Regions from separate parts of the Mus musculus genome. Here region 2 is linked to region 1. The links are chromatin contacts, called in public promoter capture Hi-C maps. All regions are on one chromosome and are shown on one strand. Each heading gives the region's core, a stretch centred on a gene start, on an enhancer-like site or on the middle of the called end of the contact. The rest is flanking DNA. Distances are from core to core; before and after follow the strand shown. Region 1 overlaps Cc2d2b (coiled-coil and C2 domain containing 2B). Region 2 holds the start of Ccnj (cyclin J).

The links. Promoter capture Hi-C pulls out the DNA fragments that hold promoters and counts their contacts.
Region 2: a promoter capture Hi-C map of the C10 cell line shows a contact between it and region 1. The contact joins the promoter of Ccnj here to the enhancer-like site in region 1. A contact is called at or near these places in 8 of 39 promoter capture datasets (the C10 cell line, the HPC-7 cell line, cranial neural crest and 5 more), 16 of 484 Hi-C or Micro-C datasets (CD4 T cells, the G1E-ER4 cell line, LSK cells and 8 more), 14 of 115 datasets of contacts at active chromatin or transcription factors (bone marrow-derived macrophages, double positive thymocytes, effector CD8 T cells and 7 more) and 3 of 9 other capture datasets (adipose tissue, liver and pancreatic islet).

What each region holds. Positions count from the first base shown.
Region 1 is chr19:40,763,264-40,770,847 of GRCm38.p6, reverse strand. Cc2d2b (coiled-coil and C2 domain containing 2B) reads right to left here. Exons shown (of 35, transcript NM_001376940.1): 7 at 5,300-5,498; 8 at 5,009-5,145; 9 at 4,778-4,906; 10 at 1-95. Among named protein-coding and RNA genes, the nearest start is that of Cc2d2b, 18 kb to the right of the region's middle. Within about 2 kb of position 3,432, at least 2 of the 459 cell types and tissues checked have an H3K27ac peak or open chromatin away from gene starts, as enhancers often do.
Region 2 is chr19:40,827,303-40,834,886 of GRCm38.p6, reverse strand. Ccnj (cyclin J) reads right to left here and starts at 3,608. Exons shown (of 6, transcript NM_172839.4): 1 at 3,445-3,608; 2 at 2,799-2,908. The coding sequence starts at 2,867. Cc2d2b (coiled-coil and C2 domain containing 2B) reads right to left here. Exons shown (of 35, transcript NM_001376940.1): 35 at 5,109-7,584. The coding sequence ends at 7,529.

The DNA of each region.
Region 1 (7,584 bases), core at 2,183-4,682:
AACTGCAAGCCCACGATGTTAAGGTCTAGTTGGTACATTTCCCTCTGACCATCCATCCTGTCTCTAAAACAGCACCCCACGTCAGATTTCACCGCCTTTTAAAGAAAAGTATGCACCAAGGTAATTTGATTCTCTTGTCTTTGAAACCACAAGTAGCTTTTCCAATATAAAATAGCATGCCAGGTGCATTTAAATTCCAGAGCTATAGAACTATAAAGGCAGCAAGCGGGTCATCTTTGAACTTTATTTAGATTCTTGATTTAATAAAATAGGTTTATATTACATTTTTACCTTTTATTATAACAGCTTATTTTATTTAACACGGCAACTTAGTCATCTTGCTGTAAATTATTGTCATCTACATCATTACTGTTTATATGGATATCAGATTTTCAAATTACAAGACCCAAAATAATGTTTTATAGGAACACCGTGGCAAATTGTGTTTCAACTTTTGCATTAAGAGTTTTGTCTTGTGAGTCAGAGTTAAATGGAATTATCTATTAAAACATTATTTATAAAGTGAATATACTGGTGATCATCTGAAAAAATCCCTTCAAAAAAAAAACCTAGACTCTCTAAGTGGTCTAAGGACACCAGCCCTTTCTGTACAGAACACTATCTCTTACTTGAATATTAGACTGAACCTCAATTATAATTGTTTCAGTCTAGAAGTCGTAGATTATTTGCAAAATGGTTCGTCTATGCCTTAATCTGTTGTTTTTAATTTAAACATGCATATCTAAATATGTATGGCTGATTTTTAATGATGCAATTTGAGAAAGATGATGAGTTCCTTAGCACGTACAGTCTAATCTAACAGGACTGAATCCACCTCAGAAGGACGGCACTGAGCCTTCCCTCTGGATCAGTCTGGTATAACAAATCTACTGTTGGGGTTTGAAAGGGGCTTTCCCCCTCTGAAGCTCACAATGAAATTTGATTGCTGTTGAGGGTTATTTAGAAGTTGGACCAAGTGGGACTTCAGGAGGTTATTAGTCCACTTTTCTCATAAACATATTAATCACTGATTAATAGCTGCATGCAACTAATGGTGCCTTACTCTGCTTCTACTGCTGTAATGAAAACCATGACCTGGAGAGGAAAGGGTTAATGTGGCCCACGTGCCCTACAGACTACATGCCCTGCAGGCAATCCGATAAAGACATTGCCTCAATTGGGGTTCCTTATCCCAGATAACTCCAGCTTGTGTCAAGCTGACAAAAACTTAACCAGGACAAATTTAACTGGTTATCTCAAGCATGTGTCATCAGCTGTAAAAAAGCTGTTTGTCTGAGTCTTGTATGCTTCTTGCCTCGCGCCATGACACCCTGCCCTGTCTTGGGACTCTGCCAGCACGGCCATTATCAGATGTGCTCCCTAGAGAGGAATCAGAAGCCTCAGTAAGTAAACTCTGATGCTTACACTGTCTGTGATACTATGTTATTTAAACAGAAATTCGACCAAGACCATGTCTTCCAGCCTTGCTGAAGAGCCAGCCCTGGCGGGCCAAGTACTGCTGAGATGGGACACAGCATCTGACAAAGACCAAAGGCATATGATCTCTGCCTTTATAACTCTTCTTCACTGTTCCGGGGGCCAGAAGCTGATGGCCTCTGGAATTTTGACTCTATCTTGCTATAGTGTGGCTAAAAGCTGCTGGTTTCTGGCAATTAACTCCTGCTTATAGCAAGGGATTAAGAGAAAAAGTTAAGTTACTAGGCTCTTTTCTTTCTGGCTCAAGAGCCTCTCACTGGCCAGGTAAAAGGCTCAGAGTTCATTAACTCTTCATGAACCAGAGAGAAAAGAAAGAGGGGGGGGAAAGAGGCGGGGGGAGGAGAGAGACACATATACACATACTGGATGAAGCTGAAGAAAGCTGCACCGTCATTTTATTACAGTTCTTAGTTTTTATATTTTCTCTAAAAATGATCTCAAACAGCTATCAGGTAGAACCGTTAGAGCAGAATTGATTGCATGATTCTCTAAATATTTGTACATTCCAATAAATTCACAGTAAACTTAAGGCAATAGTTTATGTCATAGATTGGTAAGGTTTTAGGAGTTACAAGTGACTTACTTACATATCTTTCTATTAAGACTGGTATCTGACTAAACATTCAGTATCTGTTACAAAGTCCCCTTATAAGTTCATTATAAGTTTAAAGCAATAATTTGTATGTTTACAAGTTACCACCGTTTTGTCAAGAGACAAATCATCTGCCTTGTGTATCATTAGTTTTGACATATTGTACAGATAACCAGTCAATATTTTGTTTTCTGTCCTTGAAGCTAGAATAAATTGTCCATTACTAGTTTATGACCTTTAGTTAGCAGACAATGATCTCACATCTAACCTAGAAGGAATGTTTTCTTTGGTTATAAATTTGTCCAAAGTCTGCTTTCTATTTCTAGCGCAATTAGCCTATGACACATGAAGGTTTTTACAAAGCTCTATTTGCAGCCTAATCTATAGTTGTATAAAGTAAGGAATTCTATAAAATCATTATCAAGAATTATGGAATCATCAATTTGCCTACATAGCATTACAACGTGAGAGTGCATCTTCACATTGATTCTGCAAAAAATCTGCCCAATAGGGTGGGCTGATGCCCAGGAATCACTGGGCTATGAACTAGTGACAGGAAAGGCATAGCAGCAGCAGGAAGCAATCCTGGGATGAAGTCTCTAAGGACCTTGCTCCTTAGATTCTTAGAGCTCATCCATCGCAGGCCATGCAAAATGGTGGGCCATCTCCAGAAATTTTACTTACATGCCTTTGCTTTTCCTAGATGGCTCTGACACTGCCTGTGCCATTGCTGTCACATCTGCTGTTAAGCTGGAATAAATGATCTGCCCCAAGCCAGATGGCAGTCTGGGGGCTCTCTGAAGACTAGAGGCCACCAGCATTGTTTCTAAACCTCTGCCTCCTTACTTTTCCCTGAGCTAGGAACTCATCCCTAGGGCTTCAGGGAGGAAGGGGAAAAGCCATAAAATCTTGTTTACTAACAACATCTGTTAAGTCCCTGTCCTCTATATAATGGACAGCTCAGTGTCCATCTAAGGAATTAATTTATCAGTTATCATATTGGTAAATTGGTCATGCCTTGAAAAAGCACCAAGAGGACAACAGTTTCAGTTTAAAACTATTAGATGATAAACTGTGGAAATTTCACGTTAGAGAAGCTTGTTTTGTTTAGTAAATGAAGCACTAGCTAGCTATGACACACCTTGATCTTATTTATTCCCGTGGGGAGACATTAGCCTTTCCTTGGTCTTTTCTTACTCGTTATTTACTGACTGAGGTCCTCAGTAGTTAAGGCACAGTAACCAAGCTGATGGAGTTTCTAGTAACAACCAAAGGATGTGAGTTTATGCTGTAAGCAAAATCTAAAAGGGGGAGTGACTATAGTCTGTAGACTTCAAGTGGTTCAGCTGCCACAGGAGTAAAGTGCTTTATGAGTGCTCTGTGGTCAGACAAGTTCAAATAAATACAGCACTCAGGAGGCAGATTTTAAATCAACAGTAGGAAAAATTAGAACTATGCAACACAGGAATGCATTATTTGTGGAGATGATAAGCTAGAACTTCCACTCCCAAGAATTCTCCATCTTCGTATATAGCACCAAAATCCATCCACTCAACTCATAAACCAAGGAGTTACCCTTTCTCTTATTAACCACTGGCTTAGTCACTGTTCCGTTGCTGTGAGGAGACACCATGACCAACTCCTAGCAAAGAAAGCATTTAAGTGGGGGCTGGCTTATAGTTCAGAGGTTTAGACCGTTATCATCATGATGGGGAGCATGGTGGCATACATAGTATTAGAGCGGTAGCTGAGAGCTAAATCCTGATCTGTAGGCAGGAAAGAGAGACACTCACAGAGAGAGATGGAGAGAGAGACTGAGACAGACACAGAGAGAGATGAAGAGACAGAGATGGAGAGAGGAGAATGGTGAGGGATAGAGGTAGGAAGATTAGACCTGGCCAGCTTGGGCTTTTGAAACCTTAAAGCCCACCCCCAGTGACATACTTCCTCCAACAAGGCCACACCTCCTAATCTTTCTCTAATAATGCCACTCCCTGATGACTAAGTATTCAACTCTATGAGCCCACGGGGGCCACTCTTATTCAAACGACCACAGGGACTGTTATATAGCAAAACTGAATACATACAAACCTACAAGTAGCATTTCTATTCTGTGACATCTAGCCAGCCGAAAATATATATACATGTATAGTCAAAAAATATGTGCAAACATTTCTCTGACATTGTTGTTACAATGGCCAAAAAGTGGATACACCTGATATCCATTAGTAGAAAAATAGATCAATAAAATGTGGTTTTCTTACAATTGATTTCTATACAGAAAAAAAATAAGCTAACTATTGCTTCATACAAACAGAGTAATTTTTATGATTCCACTTAGAAATTGGACAAAACCAATAGGGAGAGAGTAATACACATAGCTAAGAGTTAAAAATGGTGGTTCCCTTGACTACCATCCATTTGGCGCTTTATATATATATATACAAGGTGAGAATCATACAAATTTTTATTATGGTTTTCACATCATGTTTTACTTGAGCATTTCCCACCATTAAATAGACCTCAACAATCTTGAAGATTACTTAACATTTTATCCAAGGTTAGCTATTCTATGACTAAGCTCAGGTATCTTTCGAAGGTAAAATAAAAACGTAAGAACATAAGTTATAATTGATGTTACAGGAGCCGTTATCTAAGAGTTACTATGAGCAGATAGCCGTTGCTTACCTTTCTGTGTATAGTCTTTAGTGCCGGATTCAAAGATTCCTTGCTCATGCAGAGCCTATAATTCCAAGACGGTCTAATAGGTGAAGGCAATGACATTATTTCTCCACTTTCTTCAAACCAACATTTTCCCTATCAGAGATAGGTACAAAGTATAGCAACTGAGTATTTCACTAAAAAACAAACGCCACATGCTGTCTGTTCCTGGCTTAACTCATCAGCTGATATACTTGCCTCCTGCAGGCTGAGCAGGCGATTTTCCATTTTGTTGCAGATCTTTTTATATGTCTCTGGCTTTTTCTGAACGTAGAGCCCTTCGTCTTCTAAAATTCGAGGGAGCATGCCTTTCGGCAGTTTCTGCTGGCTGGCCACTTAACGACAAAACTTAGATAATCACTTTAAAGACCACGATGGGAGAATAAATGCATAGAAGGTCAATACCCTTTACTGCCCCGGCAGGCACAGAAGTTGGTACCCTAGAACACGGAGTATCCATGACTTGTGTATTTCAGGGGAGTGTGTTACCTGGAGAACTACTTGGCACAAAAATATTTGCCTCCTGTTTTTTAATCTGTTCTTGGTCATCTTCATAATCTGCAGCTTTCACTTCAAATAAATCCGTTAAAATCACTTCTTCCATAAAATCCTCATCTGGGCCCTCAGCAGTGTTTCGGAAACCACCACCAGATGCAGATTGCTTGGAGTAACTCTCACTTACTGTTTTCTGTTGAATAGCAAAAATAAAAATTGGTCTGCACGCTTTCCTCCCATGACCGGTATGCAAATAAATGGTACATTCTGGAGCCTTCCAATTCATTTAGCCCAGGTCAAGTGCTAGCTAAAACTCTCTCTCTCTCTCTCTCTCTCCCTCTCTCTGTGTGTGTGTGTGTGTGTGTGTAATTATATATAAATTATAAATATATAATTTAATAAGATAAGGTTTGGCTGAATAAAGAGGAACTCATTTAAGGTTAATGTTATGTGGTATTTTCTATAGCTCACTGTTCAATTCTCCAGTGAATGTTGCTGAAACAGAATAACTTGGGCCCCTTCCACCCTAGTGAAAAGGTTCAGACGCAGGCCTGATATGGGAAGACCCACGTGGCCTTCAAACCTCCTCTGTTTGGTTTCCACCCCCACCCCCCCAAAGCAGCACTACCTGAAAAGCAGAGAAACCATTTTCTACAAAGTATTTAAGAGAAAATAACGAAGAGGAAAGAAAGAAGTCTATGGCCAAGTGGTTGGAGTAAAATTCTGAAATACAGGCTTATTTATATAAATTGTTTTAAAATCTGGTTTTCAGTATGAAAACATATATTATTGTTGATCAGTGCCTCTCGTGAGTATGGATGGATCTGCTCACAAAAACTGAATAAATTAGATTGCTTCAGGTGACTACATAATTTAAAATCTTTGTGTATTGAACAAAGTATCATTCAAATATATCATGCAGTAAAACATACTCCTCTAATTCTAAAAATATACACTTAGGGTAAGTAATAAAATAGAATTGCAGGATCATTTTTATTTTTCCTTGGGTTTTAAGAGAGGCTCGGCATGTTGCTCTAGCCAGCACAGAATTCACTTTGTAGCCTACACTGAGCTAAAATAAATTCTAAGATTCTTCTGCTTCAGTCTCCTAACAGCTGCTATGAGCTGCATACCCAACACAAGCGGTGTGTGCTAGCACAACCAGATCATGGAATTCTTGTGGCTACAGACCCTTACCTGCTCTTTGACCAATCCTAGCAAAACAATTTTTTGTAAGTATTTTAGACTTGGGGGCTCAAAAATTATTTATACCGGATGACATTTTTTCTTTTTCTTCTTTATTTATAGATTTATTTAGACATCGGGTTTCTCTGTGCAGTCCTGGCTGTCCTGGAAGTCACTCTGTAGGCCAGTCTGGCCCTGAACACTTGCCTCTGCCTCCCAAGTGCTGGGATTAAGGCTGTCACGCCCAACCCATGATGACATTTTTCCAACCCCGTTCTTGTTGTTTTCCTCTCAACATTATTCCTCTTTTCCCTCCTTCCCTGTATCCTTCCCGAATTGACTGAAGCACAGTTGGGCATCACCTGGGTTGGTGTCAGGTCCTGCCAACATTCCTGCCTTCCTATCCCTTTTATGAAATCACAGAAATATTTTACAGGCAGCTATTTTTGTGGTGTCTTTTGGAGATTCAAGGTATAACGGTAACAAGCATAAGTAAGCTCTGGGGGACTCGCCACAGAGGAAAGCTCCTTAAATATCTTGATCACCAACTATGAAGTATGAGGGGTCCTTTGCTCCAGCTGGTGCTCCCATGCAATGTTCCTCTACACCACCGATGTAGGCCAGGGTTCTCAGTCCTCCTGATGGCTGAAGAAAATGGGTCCTCAATTTGACTCCTGATGTTTTGACCTACAGACATCTTTGTGAACCTTACCAACTCATCTTTGTTTTCAGTTTGGGCTAAGCCCTGATCTTGACCCAATAAGCACCTGTCTGCCCAACTCTTTCTCATTTAGTCCAACCCAGCTGCTACCCCAAACCGTCACCTTCCTGGTCTTCAGTAAGCAGCTCGCAGCAGAGCATTCCTTGTGCTGGTGGCTGCTGTGGGATGGAGTCTAAGCTGAGGAGATTGAAATGTAGGTGGACATCAATGAGCATTGAGTAACAAGGGGGGGGGGATGCTGTCCTATCTCGAAGGAGCATCCCTCCCTCGCTACAAAGAGACCACCAGAACCTTCTGAGAGCATCCTCAGACTTCGCCCTAGGTTCACGGATGAGGTTGGACCATCTTTCTCTCGGCAGGAAGGAGCCACACT
Region 2 (7,584 bases), core at 2,359-4,858, 64 kb before region 1:
AGATGACCTAGCTTGGCCACAGGGAGAGGGAGTTCCAGAAAAAGAGGCCTGAATATACCTTAAAAGACAAACTGGCGGTCCTATCTAGAAAATATTGGTGGGCTTTACTTTTAACTATGTTAATTTTACCAACAGTTGTAAAGCCAGCCTGGAACCCAGGGCCATCAGGGAGATTTTATTCTTACTCGCTGTTAATGCTGTGTGAGTCATGGTATTTGTGGGTAGGCACAATGCCATGCTGTACACATGGAGAGATGGTTTTTTTCCTTCCATCTTTAAGTGAACTCAGGGGTAAAGCTCGGATCACAAGTACCTCTACCTGTTGAGCTACGTCCCCAGGCTCCGCAGAAGAGTTAAACTAACATGAACAACACAGGTCACTTGTCTTCTTCAGTGGGAAAGTACAAGTGCTGATGAGAACACTGTCAGACCCTGTTGTCTTTGCGCAGGCATGGAAAAGAAACTACCCGTTTCTCAGCTACGACTTTCTTCCGCTATCTTTCTCTGTGCCTTAGAATGGAACACCCTTGTTCCAGAGGATCAGGTCAGGAATTTGGAGGACCAAAGTTCAGGGAAGCCAAACGTACCACCTAAAGTCTCCTCTCTAGCCAGTTTGGAAATAAAGGCCTACAGGAAGCTACCAAGTGTAACTACAACTAACTCCTCGGACCGATATTTTCTTATGTTTCGCACAGAACTATGATTGTTCCCATTTGTCTCTGAAGCTCCTCAATACTTTCCCGAGAGTTACAGGACTGGAACATGGGGCAGACTGATAAGAAGATAGGCGCTTAAAGTCTTTTTGAGTGGGAAACCATATTTACAAAAGTAGCCCAGTTGGCATTCATTATTCTTCACTTCTTCCCAGTCAACACAATGTTGGTCACATCAATTATCTCTTTAAAATCTGGTGGGTTTAAACTTAGACCATCGTTCACAGCCGATGAAGGGTAACTGCCCTGGGGAGATGCCTTCAACTTATAAAACAGATTGTTGGCGGCAAGGACCACGCTGGTCACACTAGTTACTGCTCTAACACCTCCAATATGCTAAGTACTAAGCAGGCTGCACAAGCAAAGGATCAAACCACCGATTAATAGCTGACTTTAGCATCTTTAATGAGAAAAGTTTATTTAACTTCCTTGACTCCAGTGCACTACAAATAGTGATCTCTCCAGCTGTAAAGTTCAAGTCCTACACATTAATGTAAATCCTCTATGTTACTATTGCCAGACATCAGGACCGTCGTCTACAGAGAGCTTAAAGACAACATAAAGGCAACCCCAAGTAGTTTGCAACAGGTGGCCTGAGACAGGCTTCAGAAGTAATCCCCAACATCCACCTGACTACAGGGCTGCCTTATTCCCTAACTCCTTCAGAGACTACATAAGCATGCCAACAAACTCTAACTTAAGAAAGAAAGAAAATTCTACGTCTAAGATCACCTGTAAAACTAATTCAGTCAATTCTTTATGATTAAAACTACCTACATATGAAGTATTAGAACTAAAAGTCACAGGGATCATCATGAAAAAAAAATCTTTAAACTGTCAGCCCCACCCCCACACTCAAAGTACCATTACCATTTAAACCAAGTAACTAGTTTTGCTACACACTAGAAAGATAAAAAGACTGACACTTAGAAAAATCCAAATATACCTCCCCAAAATTCAAAGTGAATTGGGACTTTTCCCTCTAACATTCCAAAGAACCTTTCCGTAGTTGGAACATTTATGTAGAGCAATCTCATAGGGGTCTGGGATGTACTCAGAGTAAGAGACTGAATGCCAGGACTATTAAAGAACTTTTGGAAATTTCAAGCTGGGGGTGCAATTTTAACAACTTAAGCCAAGATTCCATGTCCTAATCTGCTTAATTTGGTCATATACACCAGATATAAACCTATTATCATTGAAAAATCCCTAAGGCTCAAGCTACAGGATCTTATTAAAGAGTCAGCTGTTTCGATCCTTTCCCAGTTTTCATCCAAGGTGAAACTGAGTTAAGTTGATCATTCTGGGTCTTCCCTCTGGCTGTCAGAGAAGCAGGGCTATCGCATATATCTGACTTATAACATCCATCCTATAATCATTAGTTAGAATACCCAGGCTTTGGTCCAAAAGGAGTAGGTTCCCCCCCCCCCATGACTATTAAGAACATTGTGTCTATTTTCTACACTTGACATTACCAAGGAATAGCTCCCTCCACCTTAAGGCTTTTTGTATAGCCTGGATTTGAAGGACCAAGGAACAGTAAGTTATCACATAGCTCTTACACTGTTCTAAGTTCCTGCACAGTACATACTTAACAGATTTCACAATCACCCCATAAGGACGTTCTGTCGTTGTTATTTCTCCTTTTACAGACGAGGAAACTGAGAAAGAGAAAATTAAGTTGTCCGAAGTCTCAGAGCAGGTTTGGGGAAAGGTTGGAGAACTGAGTTATGTACAGGGCTTACACCAGCTTCATGCAACAGCATGTACGAAACAAGGAGGGCTGTTCACTCACACACAGACACAGACAGACAGACAGACAGACACACACACACACACACACACCCATGGTCGACCTGGCAACATCGGAACACCATCCACCTTCCTTCTCCCAACTACCACGCCCCAGTCTTCTCCACATTTACAGGTTCTTCGGATGCAGCCCAGGGAAGGAAGAAGTTAATTAACTTTGACAAATGAGCAAACTCGCCTTCTCTGGCCTGGAAGGTAGAGAGTAAAGAACCTGACTGGCCTTTCCAGGAAGCACAAGAGCCGGGATGGGGAAAGTCGGGTCTCGGGAGTTACCTTGTACCGAAGCGCCTGGTGAATATCCGCAGCCAGCTGTCCTCGCCACCACTGCCCCTCCAGCTCCATGGAAGCCGGAGGTGCGCCCGGCCAGACGCCGCAACTTCAGTCTGGAAGACACGCCCCAGACGCGGTCACGGCCAGCAACTCCCCCCCCCCCCAGTCCCCCCGCGATCCTCCGCGCCCCCTCCTCCAGGGATGCGATCTCAGGTCACCCCGTGCGGCTGCTCCTCTTCACCTGACCCGACCCCGAGCCATCTTCCAACGCCAGCAAGGCCTGATCTACCCAGTCGTCTGCAATCGCCCGCTGCAAGAACTGCAGAAAGGTGCGAGCTCTGAAAGCTCCGGGCGGGACGGCCCACCTCGGGCTCTCCGAGTTCTGGGTTCGACCTCAGCCGCCTGCACTTAGGCGCGGGAGCCCTGACATTGTCAGAACGTCGCCGGAATGGAGAGTGACCAGCGCGCGACACCAGGTCCGCGCCGACAGCCCCGCACGCTCCACCACCCTGGGGGTCTGCGGTGCGCCCGCCGCAGCGCGGACCCGGAGCGGCAAACAAAAGGCCGGGCGGGCGGCCGTGCTCCGCGCCTCGCTTCCCCTCGCCTCGCTGCGCTCCCGCAGGCCTGCCCGGCCCACGCGGTTTCTTACCCGGAACCGCGGCCCTCAGAGCCCCAGCCCGGCCGGCGTGCACGGGGCGCCGGCAGCGTTCATGCCGCGGACCGTCGGCCGCGAAGCCCCCGCCTCAGCTAGGGCCCAGCACCCGGGCGCTCGCGCCGCCCATTGTTAAAGGACCGGCAGGCGGCTCGCCGTACAAAGCCAGCGCCGGGGCACGGGCCGCCCCGCGCTGCCAATCGGCTCTCGCGATACAGCGGGGTCGCGCCTCGCCGTCCAATCGGCGGCCGGGCCGAGCCAGGTGCTACTCCGTCTCCCGGGCCCCTGCCCGGTGCCGGGCGGTCTCGCTCTGCAGCCTCCGCGGTCTGTCGGCGCCCGAGGGCCGCTCACCTGCAGAGAATCTTTGATGGGTCCCGGGTGCTGGCAAAGAAAGATGCGATGTCTCAGCCCCGGGATTAAAACTTGGCAGCGCGGATCTGGCCCGCTGTCTCACTTCCGAGGGGCTGCTCTCCGGGATCCTCCCCCTACCCTAAGCCTTCCGAATGGGCTTTAGCTCTTACCAGTCCCTAAGGCGCTTTGGTTGTCGAGTTCTGCTCCAGTCTCCCCTCTAAACCCAGTACTCCTTTTAGCTCTTCTAACTCAGCTCTTCTTGTTGCTTTCACTTCGGCGATTCGCGCGAGTTGCGACTGGAATTGACATCTTTAGCAACCTGGCTTGTCAGATCCATAATGGATGTAATTGACCATCTGTGGTGGTCAAGGAAGAGACCCTAAACGGTGGGAACACTCCAGCGTCAATTGAGGCGATTGGCTGGGGCTGGAAATGTAACAGAAACCCCATCAGTTGTATTTGAGAGTGTCTGGAGGACCACCCCAAAAGAAGTAGATGGGTTCCCTCAATTTTCCAGAGACTGTAAAGCGACTTCCTTCAATATTTAAACATAAATCATGAGACCTCACCCCTTACTTTGAATATTTTGTTTAGAAAGAGGAAGAGTGACAAAGGGCTAGTACAGAAAAGGATGAGTGCACACTTCGGGAGCATGGCTTATCACCCTGGTATTTGCATCCATCCCGGAAGGGCTGCTGCAGACCCCTGTGTGACAGTGTTATACAATGCCTGGGGAGAGCAGGGGTTCAGGAAATGATGGGAAGAAACTGGAAGCATGCACGTGAAAATTGGCAGAACCCAGCCTAGCCCGGTGCATTTCGGGAAGAGACTACTAGTAGAGGGAAAGGACGTTATCTGGCTAAAATTTCCATGTCATTTATGGTATTTAAGTAGTACTCAGTTTCCAATTCACGACTACTAAGCAGCTTTTGGCTTCCAAATGATTTAGGGTCCAGGCCTTTCTTAAGAACCTTTTCAGAAAAGTGGGTCACAGACTATAATTGCCTATGCGATCCTGTAATAAGCAGGTTGTCCTACAGTCTACTTTGAACACGTTGTTTGCCGGGAGAGACCGGTTCAGAAATCATGTATTATTCTAGACTTAGATGGCTCTTTATAAGATGCCAGTATTCATCCTTGTTCATGCCTGTGTATGTCTCTGGTGGTCTCTCTAGAGTCTACATTCCTAAAAGGAATTTCGGTCTTACTATTTTTTTCATCCCTTTAGAGTGAGCTGGGCAGAAGGCACTTCAACTCTGTGTTCCCACAGTTTACATTCTACTGGGAAGAGAAAAGTCATAATAAATGAAAGATAAATCCATACCACACGGTAACAAGTGCTGTAAGGCAAACAAAGTGAAAGGCTAGATAGGTGGATAGGCCGACGTTTTATGATAGGGAAGCCATGCAAAGGCCTGAGGGGAAGCGACTGGCTATCTAGATGGTGGATGGGCATGCCAGCAGAGGGGACAGTAAACACGACAGGGTTCCATTTTGGAAGGAAAGTAGAGGGCAGTTTTCCACTTCAGTAAAGATAATCCAAACTTCAAAAGACACTAGCAAAGGTTTCAGAGCGAACCGGGCAAGGCACCCGCACAACAGAGAATGGAACCTCGAGTTGGGTTGCAAGAGATGAGGGTGGGAGCTGATTCTCTGGAAGGCTTTTGGGACTGCGGGCACTTCCGGCAGTCGGAAGCCACCACGCTCTGGCAGCCAAGACACTAACATCGGAGCACGCAGGGGAGAGAATTCTTCATGAAGCTCTCTGTACTCAATGCACGTGTTCATCAGACGCTGTGCGCTGAGAACTGGGGGAGGGGGATGAGCAGTACAGGGCTTGCCCAACGTACCCGAGTCCCTGGCTTCAAGCTACTGTACCACAAAAACCAAAACACTGTAAACCAAATACACAGAATGTATTTAAAAGTTAAAAAAGAAAAGAAAGCCATTGCTTTTTGTCAAAAAGAAAACACTTTAAAATAAATGCAAGCAAAAGGCAAAAAAAAAAAAAAAAAAAAAAAAAAAAAACCCAAACCAAACCAAAACAAAAAAACCATAAAACCAATATAAAACTATGCATACTAACTGGCAGACTCCTTTCTCCACTTCTTCCAGAGGTGGCCTTTTCCCAGAGGCACCACTACTGCTGTGTCTTTTGTTGTATCTTCTCAGAAGTATGCAGGTCTTTATAGCAGCACACACATACAGCCCACTTGCCTCGTTTTATGTAAAATGGTAGCTTATTCCGAGGTCTACTGTACACCTCGTTTTTGCCATACATCCTAGTCTAGGGATCGTTCTGCAATGGGACATCCGGGGCTCTTCTCAGGCTCTATCAAATTCCTTTGGATACGGAACACTCACTAGGAGCCAGAAGCCCCGGACCCTGTTCTTGATTTGTTTCCTTGGTACAACTTTACACTGTGGCACTGTTTACGTCACCGCAAACACATTCACACCCAGTGTCTTTGCCTACAACACCATCGTCTCCCACTTAGTTTGGATAAGCCCATTAACTGCTCTTATTGCCACGACACCTGCCATCCTTCTTTAAAATATTTGACACTTGGCACTTGGAGCAGTTGAGAAAGGGTAGATTGCACCTGTAATGAACTTGATCAGGAAGAGCCTAGATCCTATTTCTAAGCCACTACAGAACAGAACGTAAGGATAGTCTTTATGCTATTCTCGGAAGCTGGGATCAAAATCCACAGATATTTATAATTTGAAATTTACCAGAGAGTTAATCAATATTGAAATTGAGCATACATTTTTTTTTTACTTCTGATTAAAATTGACATAGATTATGATTATGAATCTACGTGTCTGGGCCATAGGGTAACCAGTGATCAGACACCATAGATATAGCCTGGCTATCCTGTGGGAATGCTGGCTTGGAGAGTATTTGACTTGGTGAGCTGAGGAGAGCAGACTGCCCTTCTGAATGTGGGCAGCCCTCATCCAGGCAGCTGGAGGTCTGAGCAGAGTTAAAAGGCTGCCCTCCCTCGGTCGAGTAAGAGGGATTGGGGGTTTTCTCTTGTTTAATCTCTTTAAGCAGGGACATAGCTCTTTTCTGGCTTTTAAACTCAAAATTGAAACAGGCTTTTCTTACATCTTGAGCCTGCTGGCTGTCAGGCTAGAATATGACCTCAGGGTTCCCTCTGAGAAATTTTCACCTGGAACTGTACCAGCACTAGCACTGAATGTGCCCGTGTCTCATTGGGACTGATGGCATTCCACAAGGGCGGTGGTCTCTCACTCAACAGGGAATCCCAGTCGCCTGGGAGATTGTTGAAAATACTGCCGCTCTCCTCTCAGAGGTTCTGGATGAGGAAGTCTCGGGTGGATCTAGGAATCCTCTTTATTAGTAAGACTCTCCAGATGGCTCGGATGGAGGCGTCCTGACCTCCACAAGTTGAGCATCACGAATCAGGCCAGAATTGCTTCTTTCCCAGAATGAGATCTAACGTGGACTGCAGTACACAAAGCAGCCAGACTACCTGAAGAGTCTCCCAGAAGAGGTGTGTTGGTGAGGATGCCATCTAGACGTGTCATCAAAGGCTGGGGGAGGGGTGCTGAGGTGGTGGTCTCCATCGTACTCAGCTCTATGTAAGAATCCAGATTATGCCCAGCATTGATAAACTTGAAAATAAGCAGCCAAACCTCAAGGTGTCAGGAAAGCTTGGGTCTAGGAGACCATAGTACTCTCTGCCTTTTCCTGTGTTCTCTTTCACTGGTGTCGGGCTAGGGAAGCCAAATAGACCCACACAGATAAAATGTTGTTCG